Regions from separate parts of the Mus musculus genome. Here all the other regions are linked to region 2. Evidence: chromatin contacts called from public HiChIP or PLAC-seq and promoter capture Hi-C data. All regions are on one chromosome and are shown on one strand. Each heading gives the region's core, a stretch centred on a gene start, on an enhancer-like site or on the middle of the called end of the contact. The rest is flanking DNA. Distances are from core to core; before and after follow the strand shown.

Region 1 (4,011 bases), core at 1,371-3,870, 890 kb before region 2:
TGGCATCTGTTCCCCTTAGCACACTGAAGAGTATTTAGCATCCCTATCTATTTAACACCAGTCTTTGTGAACCAGCTGTCTTCCCAAAACCTTAGGGAGGCTTTATTGACCTTCTACTTTTTAAGGACTAATAAATCCTGGGACATTAGATACAAAAAATAAAGTTAAATGATTGCTTTTAGTAGTAGGAAGGCTTTACATCTTGATATACATGGGTCGTTATTTTGTGCTCTATTCCCCAAGTGATGAAGGTGATCATATGATCAAATGCCATTTTTTTTTTTTTTTGTTAACTTGACATACACTCAGACACCTGGAAAGAAAGAACTTTCACAGAGGAATTGGCATTTGGGCATATCTGTAGGGCCTTTTCTTGATTGCTGATTGATGTACAGGGACTCAGCCCATTGTGGATGATGTCATAAGAGAGCAAGTTGAGCAAGCCAGTATAGCATTTTTCTATGGTTTCTGCATCAGTTTCTGACTCCAGGATCCTGATTTGAGCTTCTGCTTGGCTTCCCTTGATGATGGATAGTAACCTATAGGTAGAAATGAATTCTCTCCTCCCCAAGAAGGTTTTGGTCGGTGTTGGCGTTTTATCAGAGAAACAGGAAACAAACCAAAACACCAACTGATCCTTAAACCTGATTTTTAATGTATGCAATTGTGCCTTGGTAAAAGTCCCATAGAGTACATGTTATGACTGAGTTAATATTTTCTTCTAAAGTCCTGCTCTGTACAATATCCTTAATAATAAATGTAAATTTATGTAAGTAGCTAAGACTGAAGATCAGAGCTTATAAATCAACTTATGACCAGAGAGGTTTTTATTAGAAAATTTAAATAATGGTACCCAAGAACTCTTCAGCAGATGCTTCTGTGTTCACAAAGACTAAGCTATTAATCCAGAAAAATAGTAATTGCTATTTGACTATGAATTAAGGTGGCTGTAAAGATGGTGGTTTGTAGAAACTCATTAACTGAAAGAGAGATTACGTAGTCTTGCTTGTATGGCACCATAATCTCTTATGCAGAGAAGTTTAAAAAGAAAACTTAAACACTCACTTGCAATCCAACCAGCATTTTAAATCAAGTGTGCATGTTTCTTTCTTGTAATTTTTGTTAATAGAAAATTATTCCTTGCCTTCTAAGCTTTTCAGTTCCTTAGTTTTTTGGCACCATTGAAAGTGGTCATCTGAGATGGGTGTGGCACCAGGTGTGAACTACAGAATGAACATTAAGCCAGCCATAGGTAGAGAGCAAGACTCCATCTCAAAAACTGTATACATAAAGAGATAAAACAAGAGGTGAAAGAGGTAACCAGGACTAGAAGAAGATAAGCTTAGTCTTTGGAGTTAGATGAGGTCACCAACACATCTGTTTCTCTTTAAAGAGAAAAGTCTAGACCAGTCTGTGCCTCTCGCCTGTGAGACAATGATGTGAGAGGTGTTCCATAGTCGGGTCCATTTTTCTGAAGGATGCCGTTAATCCTCAACTTTGATACTGTTAGAGCTCACTGTGGCATTGAAGGTTAATTAGGATATATCAGTTACTCTGCTGATAGAAAAAGAACTGGTACAGCAACTCACTACTACACATAGATGTTCTGCAAGAGAGGTTGTACTTGATCTAGGTGAGTTAAAAAAAAGGGCAAGCTTATGTGACTCATTGTTCACGAGTAAAAGTTCTCAACATAAGGGGCCAGTGAGGGCCTTAGTATCAGCATCGTCTTCAGTGTCTACTCACTGTCAGGGTAGGTTATTCAAGAGAAGTATTCAGAATTCTTGCTAAATGTAGATTACTTTATAAATATCCTCCTCCCTTACCCCCTCATCTTCTTTCTTCTTTCTCATTTATTTGTTGTTCATTTTCTATTCTCATACACCTATAATAGGAGTTTCTCCATGAGCTGTGCTTTTATTTTTCTTGGACTAGAATCTTAACTTGGTTAGAAACCCTGTCCCAGTTGCTGGTGGCGTGGACTAAGAGGTCCAGGGCAGACTATGAAGCTTTTAGATGGTCTCTAGGCAGCATTTATAGTGATCCCATAGTGATCCCATCGTGAACTACCTGTACATGTATAGAATTCAGAAATGTGTCATAGTAGAATGAAGTGTTGTCTGACTTACACAAAGGGATACAATGATTTGAACTTTATTTTCAAACATCAGCTTCAAATTGCATAATACTACACTCATATAATTATATAAACCTTTTTTTTTTCCTGGTTGTTTGGTAATTGAACACAATGTTCTTGGCAAGACTGAATACTTGGGGCTTCTTAGCCACCCACAGTCTTAAAATAGGAAATATTTCATTAAGCAAAGAAATGTGTTTCTCCCCTGCTCCCCCTTCACCTCTCAAGACGACATAATTTTGAGTAGTGCAGAGTAAACAGTAAGGATCCTGTGAAGACACCGTTGGGGCTGATCCCACTGCCTCTCATCATGCCTCTACCGAGACAGACCAGTTACACAATCCAGTTTCTTCATGTTTCCACGTAAAGTGGGATTGGTCAATAATGCAAACATTAAACAGTTGTTTCGAGGTTTACAGAGATTAGATAAAGTGCCCAATGTCTGCCTCCAAATTATGTGGCCAGTCAATGTTTGCCTCTCTCACAATTGTTAACAGACCACGAGAGTGAACCTTGCCAAGGCAGAAACACATTAGTCATTTAAACTGAGAGGGTTTGTTGCATAGTAGCCAAAACATTAGGACTTTCCTAAGAATCCACACATTGCATAGAACTTTGATCAGAATCTCTGTCGGGTACAGTTTTAAAGGAGGGTTCCAGGGGGAGAAGACCTCATTCTGATTTTTGGGGTCTAACACAGATTTTAAGGCCAGGCTGAAATGGTTTTTGGAAGGTTCAGTTGTATAGATTAGCACCAAACAGCAATGGCAGTGCTGTCTTCTAAGGAGAAAGCAATTATCTTTCCTGTAGCCTTGACTGCTAGAAGCAGGTTCTTTTTTTTTTTTTTGACAAAAGCAATGTCTGGCTGGGAGCAGTAGCATGTTTAGAATTTCTAAAGCCCTGTGACTCCTCTGCAAGGAGAACTCCCTGCCCTACCCCTCATCTTCCCACCACTGCACACTCCCCACTCCCTGCCATCAAATTCTTTTATTTATTTATTTATTTATTTATTTATTTATTTATTGAGACAGGGTTTCTCTGTGTGGCCCTGGCTGTCCTAGAACTCACTTTGTAGACCAGGCTGGCCTCCAACTCAGAAATCCGCCTGCCTCTGCCTCCCGAGTGCAGGGATTAAAGTCGTGCGCCACCACGCCCAGCCCCAACAAATTCTTTATACGTGCTTCTTCACACATTTTGTTGACTGAAGTAAAAGTCTTTGTGTTTGGGTAATTTTTTTTTTAGGTTAAAATTGGCACAATTTTCATAGTCGTGAAAGGACACTGATTAATACTGACTTAATAAACAGGTGCGTATCAAATGCTTATCTTGGCCAGGCTGGAGCTGGGGGTTGGGGACAGGAAGTAAACAATACAAGAATACTTTCTGTCCTAAAACCCAACCCAAAACCTATGGGGCCAGCACCTGGTCCTGTTCTCTCACAGCTGAGCTGAATCAAACTACTAGCTAGCTACAATGGGTGGAGCTATGACCTCACTTGAGAAGCAGTGGGTGATAATCCTTTTACAGGCTTGTCTTCTTGTCAGGCAGGTACCCCATGGAGTTGATTCAACACCATGTACTCTCTGCACTATTTCTGATACTCTCTATGCTGACAGCTGTGTAGTAGATCCCAAATGAATGCAAAATGACATATTAAAAAAAAAGAATACTTTCTGTCTTTGTAGAGCTTATTACTATATTGAATTCAAGTGCATCTGGCTCATGGAGCTGTAAAAGTGATAATGGAGAGAGGGAGACCTTCCTCTCTGCTAGGTCTAGAATGCATCAAGCACTCAGTGAGCACGTTTGTTGAAAGACTAAAAGAGTGAGTGGTGTCAATCACTAGGCTTCCTTCGTCTTTACAATAGGAGCTT
Region 2 (4,045 bases), core at 339-2,838:
CAGCCTCTGCAAGAATCTTTAATATGTTCATTTGAATGTAAACTATATTTTGATCTTTTAAGTTTAGGTATATGAAGGCTTTATATTAAAAAGATATTTTTAGTTATTTTGCTGTGCGTGTGTGTGTGTGTGTGTGTGTGTGTGTGTGTGTGTGTGTGTGTGTGTGCGTGTGTGTGGTGTGTCACCAGACACATGTGTAAGTCAGAGGACAACTTGCAGATGTAGCTTCCTCTCCTCCCATGGTGTGGGTCCCAGAGATAGAACTCACATTCTCAGAGGTGGAGGCAGGCTTCGTTGCCAGCCTTTACAGAAGTTTTAAAGCAGTGGTTCTCAACCTTCCTAACACTATGACCCTTTAATAAGTTTCTCACGTTGTGGTGACCCCCAACCATAAAATGATTTTGGTTGCCACTTCGTAACTACTGTACTTTTGTTACTGTTATGACTCTTGATGTAAATATTCGTGTTTTCCAATGACTTTAGAGACCTTCGTGAAAGGGTCCTTCCACCCACAGAGAGGTCATGACTCACAAGTTGAGAACCACTGCTTTAAAGTAGTGTGCCTTGCTTTTATTGTTAAAGATGTTGTGAACGATAATTTGTGCATTTTTTGCCTTGGTTTGAATAATCAATATTTGAAATAGAAAGTCCAGTTAGGAAGAATCCCATGTGTGAACCGATTAGACTAATCATCAGAGTGTGGATGGAGAGAAAAAGCTGCAGATAATGACTACCTTAACGATAAGACAGAACTTTGTGACAGTTTGTTAAGAAGACTTTGATAAATATGGAGAATGTAGTTTGCCTGGAATTCCTTATTGATAAATTGAAAGAATAGTTACAACTTTATCAGAAATAAATTTAATTGGTGTGAGTTGGTAGGGGCATAAAACATCTCTTTAATGTCTCTCTGCATGACATTTTATGCATAAAAATCTATCACTATTAACTCTTTTGAAGGAATGGCTAACAATGTGATACCAGAAGACGGTGATGGACAGGTTAAAGGATCTCAAAGCAGAGCAGACAGCTTGCTTTGGCTAAAAAGCGGCTCTTTTCTCTCTCCAAATTGTCAGCAATTATTTGCCTTAGAAGAAACAATTTCTCAAGAATCTTGAGTTAAAGTTAATCAGTGGACGATTTGGAAGTTCAGAAGTTGGCTTGTTATAATGGAAGGGAGTGTTTTCTACTTTGGGATTTTAAATGCCACTTTCAAAGTTGATCCAATCCACATCACAGACTATTTCCACCAGCTAGAATTCAGTGCAATCAATGCAGAACCTTTTACATGTTCCAAAATAGAAGCTCCACCAAAGAAGTTGTTGTCAAAGGCTAGTCTGATCACCATCATTAGTTAGCTAGAAGGTTCACTGGTTACCTTGTCTCCTTTCACGCTAAGGACTTTACGTTCCAATTTTGCAGCTTGCAATGCTTCTTCCTTTCCCATCCTCCAGGGGGCAGTGACCAGGAATATGCCTCTAAATCACAGGCTCCCAGATCAGTACCAAACCCTTCCTGCGCTGTTCCTGGGAGCGTCAGATTTGTCGCAGGAGCCTCACCCTGAGCCTGCGCAGACTGTAGCTGTCGCGTGAGCGCATGCGCCTTGCGGAGAGTTCGGCCCTGACGGCTCTGGGCGGGTCTGGGCTGCTCCAGTGTTTTGGGGCCCAGGAGCAGTGGGAGGAGCCGGCGGGTTCACCGTGGTAACCGCTGCGCCGCCGCCGCCGCCACCGCCACCGCCACCGCCGCCCCGCCTTGCAGGCCTTGGGACTGTCACCGCTCTGCTTTGAGGGTACTTTGGCCGGGTCTCCGGAAGTAGCCCTCCCAGATTCTCAGACACTCCCATTCTCCCCACGCCGCTGCCGCCGCCGCCGCCGCCATGCAAGGCGAGGACGCCAGATACCTCAAAAGGTGATGACCCGGGCTCCGCCCTGAGCAGGTCCTTAGGTGTTTCCCGGCTGACCATGGGATGTCCAGGGGCAGAGCTAGACACGAGAAGGGGTGGGACGCAGGGAAGGAAAGAAAGAGGAGAAAATGATGGGGTGGAATAAAGGATGGGCCCTGCGGGGGCGCGAGGTCCTCTTTGGCTTGGAGGTGTCCTGACAGCATCTGATGATGTCCTTGCTACATTAATCTATAACCTCATTAAGAGGCAGGTTAGGCGAGATAAATCCCATATTTCCTAGGTTTTGTTTTTTGTTCTGCCCCACTCTCCTGGATTCCTCAATAGATAAATCCCATGGAAGCTTGGAAATGAATTCTGTCACATCACCAATTTGTGTTCAGTTTGAGATTCATAAATCATGGTGGGGTGTGTGGAATAAAGACGGACGTGGTGGTTTTTGCTTTATGCAAGACTGGATTGAGATGTTCAGTCAGCTGGTCTTGGTCCACTTTACTCACTTGACGGTCACATACACTGTATAATTTCTGTAGGAAGTTCATTATTATTAAGACCTTGGCATGCGAAAGCCTACTATTTTTTTTTTTTACATATGTATGATATCAGCTACACCAAGAAAAAGGAAATTTTGTGAGATTCCTTAATGTCTGTAGAAAAATAAGACCACCCATGGTTAGAAAAATATACCTCTCACTGAACCAACTGTGAGGGAGCAGTGAATAAATCTTTTAAAATGCTAATGTAGAGTCTCTATTTTTCGTTAAAGCTCTGTTGCTAATCCACTGCAAAGAGCACATAGATTTGGTTTTTTGGACATAATTACTTCATTTGAAAATGAGAGATAATACTTTCTGAAGGACATAAGGACAAAGTATGAAAATACTTTTGAGAGAAAAACCATGCATGTTAGGTGGTGACATTAAGTCCTAATAAAATTTGTTAAGTGTATTTTCCCTTACTTGATAGGGTTCTAGCCATATCTTGCAAGAAATTAGAAATAATCTTGCAAGTGGTAGTGGATTCTTGAACATAGTCAAATAGTTGTAAGATAAATCAACTATACTGCTTGTACAAGACAAGGGAACACAGTGCTTTGTCTTTTTCATTTTATATCTTTAACGAAAAGGCAAATGAGAAGACTTTCAGTAGAGATTTGTAAAAAGGAATATGTAATAAAAACAAATACATGGTCAGAGTACTCATTCTAACGTCATTTTGTTACCATATACACATGTGCCCATTCCCATACTCCTGTACACACACTCTTTATCTGTCAAATACAGTACACTTTCTAATTTCAACTTTAAACCGAAGGTTGTTTTAAAGAACATGCTGCCATTGTAGCATTTGCTGATTTTCATATACTATGGGTGTGTCAGATGTGGTTTTATTTAGAGTCATTGTACTAGTGTGGACCCTCTTAAAACCACATCATCTAGAAAACAATCAATACAACTGATCTACTTACTCACTGTGATGTTTTAGTCATAATCTGGAAAAAGATTTTAAAAACATTGTTCAATTTTGTCTAAGTTTGCATTGCCTTAGCATGTGTATATTTACATACACACATACATGATATATATTGCACATATATATTGCATGTGTATATATATATGTGTGTGTGTGTGTGTGTGTGTGTGTGTATGAGACATACAGACATAATGGAAAAGGCATGAACTTGCTGGATTTGATATATATGATACTTTGTTCAGTTTTTTTCACAGTGTATAATTATGTTTCACTTTTGTTATATTGTGCTATACTATATATAGTGTGCTATAACACTTTATTCCTTTGTTGTAACTACTGAATAATATTTATTGCATGGATATATTATAAGCTGTTCGTGACCGAGTGTTGATAGGTATTCAGGGGGTTTGTGCCTATTGCCTGTTAGGAATAACTTGACAATCAACATGACAAGGTTTTGTTGAACACTTCTCTCTCTTCAGTCATATAAGCTTGGCATACAGGAACATGAAGAAATTCCCTGTTAGACTCATTGAAGAACCAGCAGGGAGGTTTCCTCAGTTCTGTACCTTATATGTTCCCCCGTATGTATGAGGGCTCCAGTTATTCCCACACTTTGCCTGTTATTTTCTCTTTGTGTTTCATGTGTTTGCTCTGTAATTGTAGCTATTC
Region 3 (4,056 bases), core at 1,027-3,526, 670 kb before region 2:
TAGGAAAATATTCCAAGTTATTATGGTGTATAAATGATAATTCTTTATTTTATTCCTTATTAAAGACAGGTAAAAATCTATGGCATTGGATAGCAACTGTAGTATCAATCACAGTGATATAAAGAAAAAAAAGTTCCCTCCAGTGCAATGTAGCAGACAATGAGATTTTAAATGAAATCCACTAGTCTTCATGTAATAAATGGGCAGATCAAATGGTGAGCATAGTTTAGACATTAACACACTTACCATTTATGGGGAATGCTTACTTAGTGAAGACGAATTACAAAGAATATTGGTTTTGTGGTGACAAATTCATATACACATATACTTAGATGACTGCTGTCTCTACGTTGCCCATCCTTACTCTCATGGATGAGCACCTCCATCTTCTAATACGTTATCTCTATTTTCTTGTTATTTTTGCTCCAAACTCTACACATGAGGAAAAAAATAAGATACCTTTCTAAAATCTGGCTTGCTTCCCATAACATGACAATCTCCAGTCCCATCTATTCCCTTCAAATGACATAATTCCATTCTTCTTTATGGATGAATTGTACTACACACTTTCTATATATTCTATTTTTTTATCTTCTTTTCCCTTGATCGTACTTGATTGCACAGCCTCGCTGTGTGATTAGTACCGTTACAAACATGATCACCCAGTCTCCAGTTCTGTGAGCTCTGTTTCTTTCGTGAATTGTCATACCCCTACAAAATTCAGCTAACCTGTGATTATATCACTTGATGGTAATATAATAATCATTTTAAATGGGTAGACTTCTGCCTTGTTTTCTGAAAAGGCACATCTGAAACTCTTGGAAATTCCCAACTTATAAAAATGTATTTGCTCTTCTTCGTGGTGGGCGGCTGAAATCCAAGTAAGGTACCTAGTGATATATTCCCAGTGTCAGCTGCCAAATGAGTCCTGGGCATCCAAGAAAGACTGAGCCTGTGGTCAGAGATGGAAACTATGAGCCAGCTGGTATCAGCTAGCTTTGTGGGAATGTAAGGAAGGATAAGGATAATATCTGACCACAAGAGGAATGACTCCATAAGCCATACCTCTGGAATGAAAATTCTGAATAGTGATGCTAGGGTGAGCACACTGAGGGACCAAGAAATTGACAAATCCTGAGAACAAAGAAACTTCACATTTTGGACCCCAGCAACCCCTACCCTGACTGTCTCTCTTTGGTTGTTCTCTAGAGTGAGGTCACATGTGGGGAACTCTACCCTTTCCGGTGACATTGTGAGTGACTATCTCCAGCTGCACTGGACCTCACGTGTGTTTATATATTAGGATTTCAGATGTTTGGTTTTAGATTATGTCATGATTAAATGGCAGTCACTAAATGCCTAGTAATATCACTGTATGATAAAACATTCACTTAAGGATTGCTATTCTGCCAGGTGGCAGTGATGCATGCTTTTAACCTCAGCACTCAGAGAGGCAGGTAGATCTCTGTGTGTTTGAGGTCAGCCTGATCTACAGAGCAAGTTCCAGGACAGCTAGGGATACATGGAGAAACCCTGTCTCAAAACACACACACACGCACACACACACACACACACACACACACACACACACACACACACACACACACACACCACACCACACCATACAAAGTACTGCCATTCTGAGCCACCTACTACAAGGTTCTTCATGAGTTTTGCATCTCATGCTTTAATGCATGTTGATAGCTGTTGATTACCGCCATTAGCTTATTAGAGTTTGTAAGGTGGTGATTTCTAACTCTATTTTTGCTTTCCCATCCACCTAGCTACAATTCTGATTCAATAATTGCCCTCTGCCAACTATTTAGTTCCAGATAAAGCTGACACATCTTTCTGCCTGTGTTAATTATGAGGCTGACAAATGTGTCTTACCTTTGCTTTCTGAAGTAAGGCACAGTCTAAATTAGCAACAGTAGATGCATGTATTTAATTTGGAGAGTGACAAGAGAGTGGAGAGCATGCTGAAACACTGGAATTTACATGTCACTCTTTCAGCAACTCATTAGCTACCTTAACACATGAAATGCGGTTAGCTCGGTTCCCATATTAAGCCTTTACGCATCTGCTCTGACTTGGATGCAATTGTTTATTCATATATTCAAGAATGTGTACTGAGACCTCGCTGTGTGCAAGGTGTTCTGCTGATCAGCAGCTATGTGGGTCCCCAGTAAAGTGGAACAGCCTGCTATCCCTGAGCTGCCAGTGTGGTGGAGAGAGGGTAAGCACACACTTACACAAACGCTGTGGGTCTGTTATACATTATCATCTGTGTATCATTAGTCATGTTTACTTAATCCATACGTCATTCATGCATCATGGTTCTCGGGGAAAGCACATAACAGAAATTTCTGAGACGTTTGTCATGGGCTTTTGTTTCTTCAGAAAAATCTGTGTCCAGACCCTCAGGCAGCCAGCATTAGTTGCTCATGAAACACAAAGGGTAAACAGTTAGCAAAACTGCAGCCGCCTTGCAAGAACTAGCTAGAGAATGGCTGCTTTTTCTACTCTACGATCACTATCCCTCATCAAAGCAGGTTGTGGTTAGCAAATGGTACTGGGCCATCATTGACGTGCTTATGGAGACAGTGGAAAGTTTATGTGCCAAAGTCTCAGTGACTGCCATGCTCTCTTCCTAGCCTTCTGTGCTAGGTGAGAAGCCAAAGTTGACAATGTAAGGTATAGAAATGTAGAATATGAAAACTTTCTTAGCTATTTAACCATGACTTTGCTGAGTCCATATAGTTCGGCAACATTCTTAGCTTTTAGATAGAACCCATATGGTTGGGAGTGTGTGTCAACATATTTATATTGCATTATTGAGGATAATACATAAGGATTTTAAAAGAAAATCAAGAGGGTACAATCTAAGAAATAATAAGTAGAAGTCTAATTCTCACCTCCAACAGTTCCCTTAATGTGGCCAAGCTTTCCTCTGGCTGGCCAGACATCTCTCTCCTCTCCCCATTTAATTTTTAGCCCTTGGCAGATTCTCTTATTTTAAGATGATTTTTGACTGTTCTTTGTGGGAAACCCATTGTTACATTTCTAGGGTGTAAAAACAATGCCTGACATTGGTATTGAATGTGTACTTCTAATTAAGTAAATATGGTCACAAAAGTTTAAGTAAATGATGTTTAATTTTATATTCAATTACCTACACTATGCCTATGTAAAACATGTTCTTTCTGATTCATACATAGAACATGTTACTCACCCCAAGGATATCTCCCCATCAGCCAGTCAACGTTGCTTACTCATTGGTGCACCTGGGGAAACATTGTCCCAATTAGTTTCCACATAGATTAGAATTTTTTTCAATTTTTATTAGATATTTTCTTCATTTACATTTAAAATGCTATCCTGAAAGTCCCCTATACCCTCCCCCCGCCCTGCTCCCCTACCCACCCACTCCTACTTCTTGGCCCTGGTGTTGCCCTGTACTGGGACATATAAAGTTTGTAAGACCAAGGGGCTCTCTTCCCAATGATGGCCGGCTAGGCCATCTTCTGCTACATATGCAGCTAGAGACACGAGCTCCGGAGGTACTGGTTAGTTCATATTGTTGTTCATCCTATAGGGTTGCAGACCCCTTCAACTCCTTGGGTACTTTCTCTAGCTCCTCTATTGGCGGCCCTGTATTCCATCCAATAGATGACTGTGAGCATCCACTTCTGTATTTGCCAGGCACTGGCATAGTCTCCCATGAGACAGCTAGACGAGGGTTCTTTCAGCAAAATCTTGCTAGCATAAGATGTTTTAACTGTTACAGTATTGGGATGAAAACTGAACCCCAGGAAATGGAATTACATGCTGTGAACTCTTTTCTATCTGGCTTCTTGAATGCCTTGAATGTTTCAGATGCTGTTGCTTACAGTGTCTCATTGTATAGATAGATGTTCCCCAGGGTGCTCACTCCTCTGTTGATGTGCATTTGGGGCCAGTATTTAGGTTTGTAACTGTTACAAGCAAAGCTGTCTTGAACATTCTTTATATCTCCAGTAAACACCTAAGTACTGAATTGCTAGACCAAAAGTGGCT

The links. Promoter capture Hi-C pulls out the DNA fragments that hold promoters and counts their contacts. HiChIP or PLAC-seq counts read pairs in DNA pulled down with a chosen protein or histone mark.
Region 1: a promoter capture Hi-C map of liver shows a contact between it and region 2, with 3 times the contacts expected there. The contact joins the enhancer-like site here to the promoter of Kifap3 in region 2. A contact is called at or near these places in 7 of 39 promoter capture datasets (the 3T3-L1 cell line, the C10 cell line, embryonic stem cells and 3 more).
Region 3: a FOXA1 HiChIP or PLAC-seq map of pancreatic cancer cells shows a contact between it and region 2. The contact joins the enhancer-like site here to the promoter of Kifap3 in region 2. A contact is called at or near these places in 3 of 39 promoter capture datasets (cranial neural crest, frontonasal cranial neural crest and second pharyngeal arch cranial neural crest) and 1 of 115 datasets of contacts at active chromatin or transcription factors (pancreatic cancer cells).

Annotation. Positions count from the first base shown.
Region 1 is chr1:162,889,746-162,893,756 of GRCm38.p6, forward strand. The region is part of intron 2 of Fmo2 (flavin containing monooxygenase 2); the gene reads right to left. Among named protein-coding and RNA genes, the nearest start is that of Fmo2, 7.0 kb to the right of the region's middle. Within about 2 kb of position 2,621, at least 39 of the 459 cell types and tissues checked have an H3K27ac peak or open chromatin away from gene starts, as enhancers often do. A contact at or near this core is called in liver, where this site is marked.
Region 2 is chr1:163,777,995-163,782,039 of GRCm38.p6, forward strand. Kifap3 (kinesin-associated protein 3) reads left to right here and starts at 1,589. Exons shown (of 20, transcript NM_001305643.1): 1 at 1,589-1,908. The coding sequence starts at 1,877. Gm51663 (predicted gene, 51663) reads right to left here and starts at 1,546. Exons shown (of 2, transcript NR_165475.1): 1 at 1,379-1,546.
Region 3 is chr1:163,111,720-163,115,775 of GRCm38.p6, forward strand. No RefSeq gene overlaps it. Among named protein-coding and RNA genes, the nearest start is that of Gm22434, 4.5 kb to the right of the region's middle. Within about 2 kb of position 2,277, at least 31 of the 459 cell types and tissues checked have an H3K27ac peak or open chromatin away from gene starts, as enhancers often do. A contact at or near this core is called in pancreatic cancer cells, where this site is marked.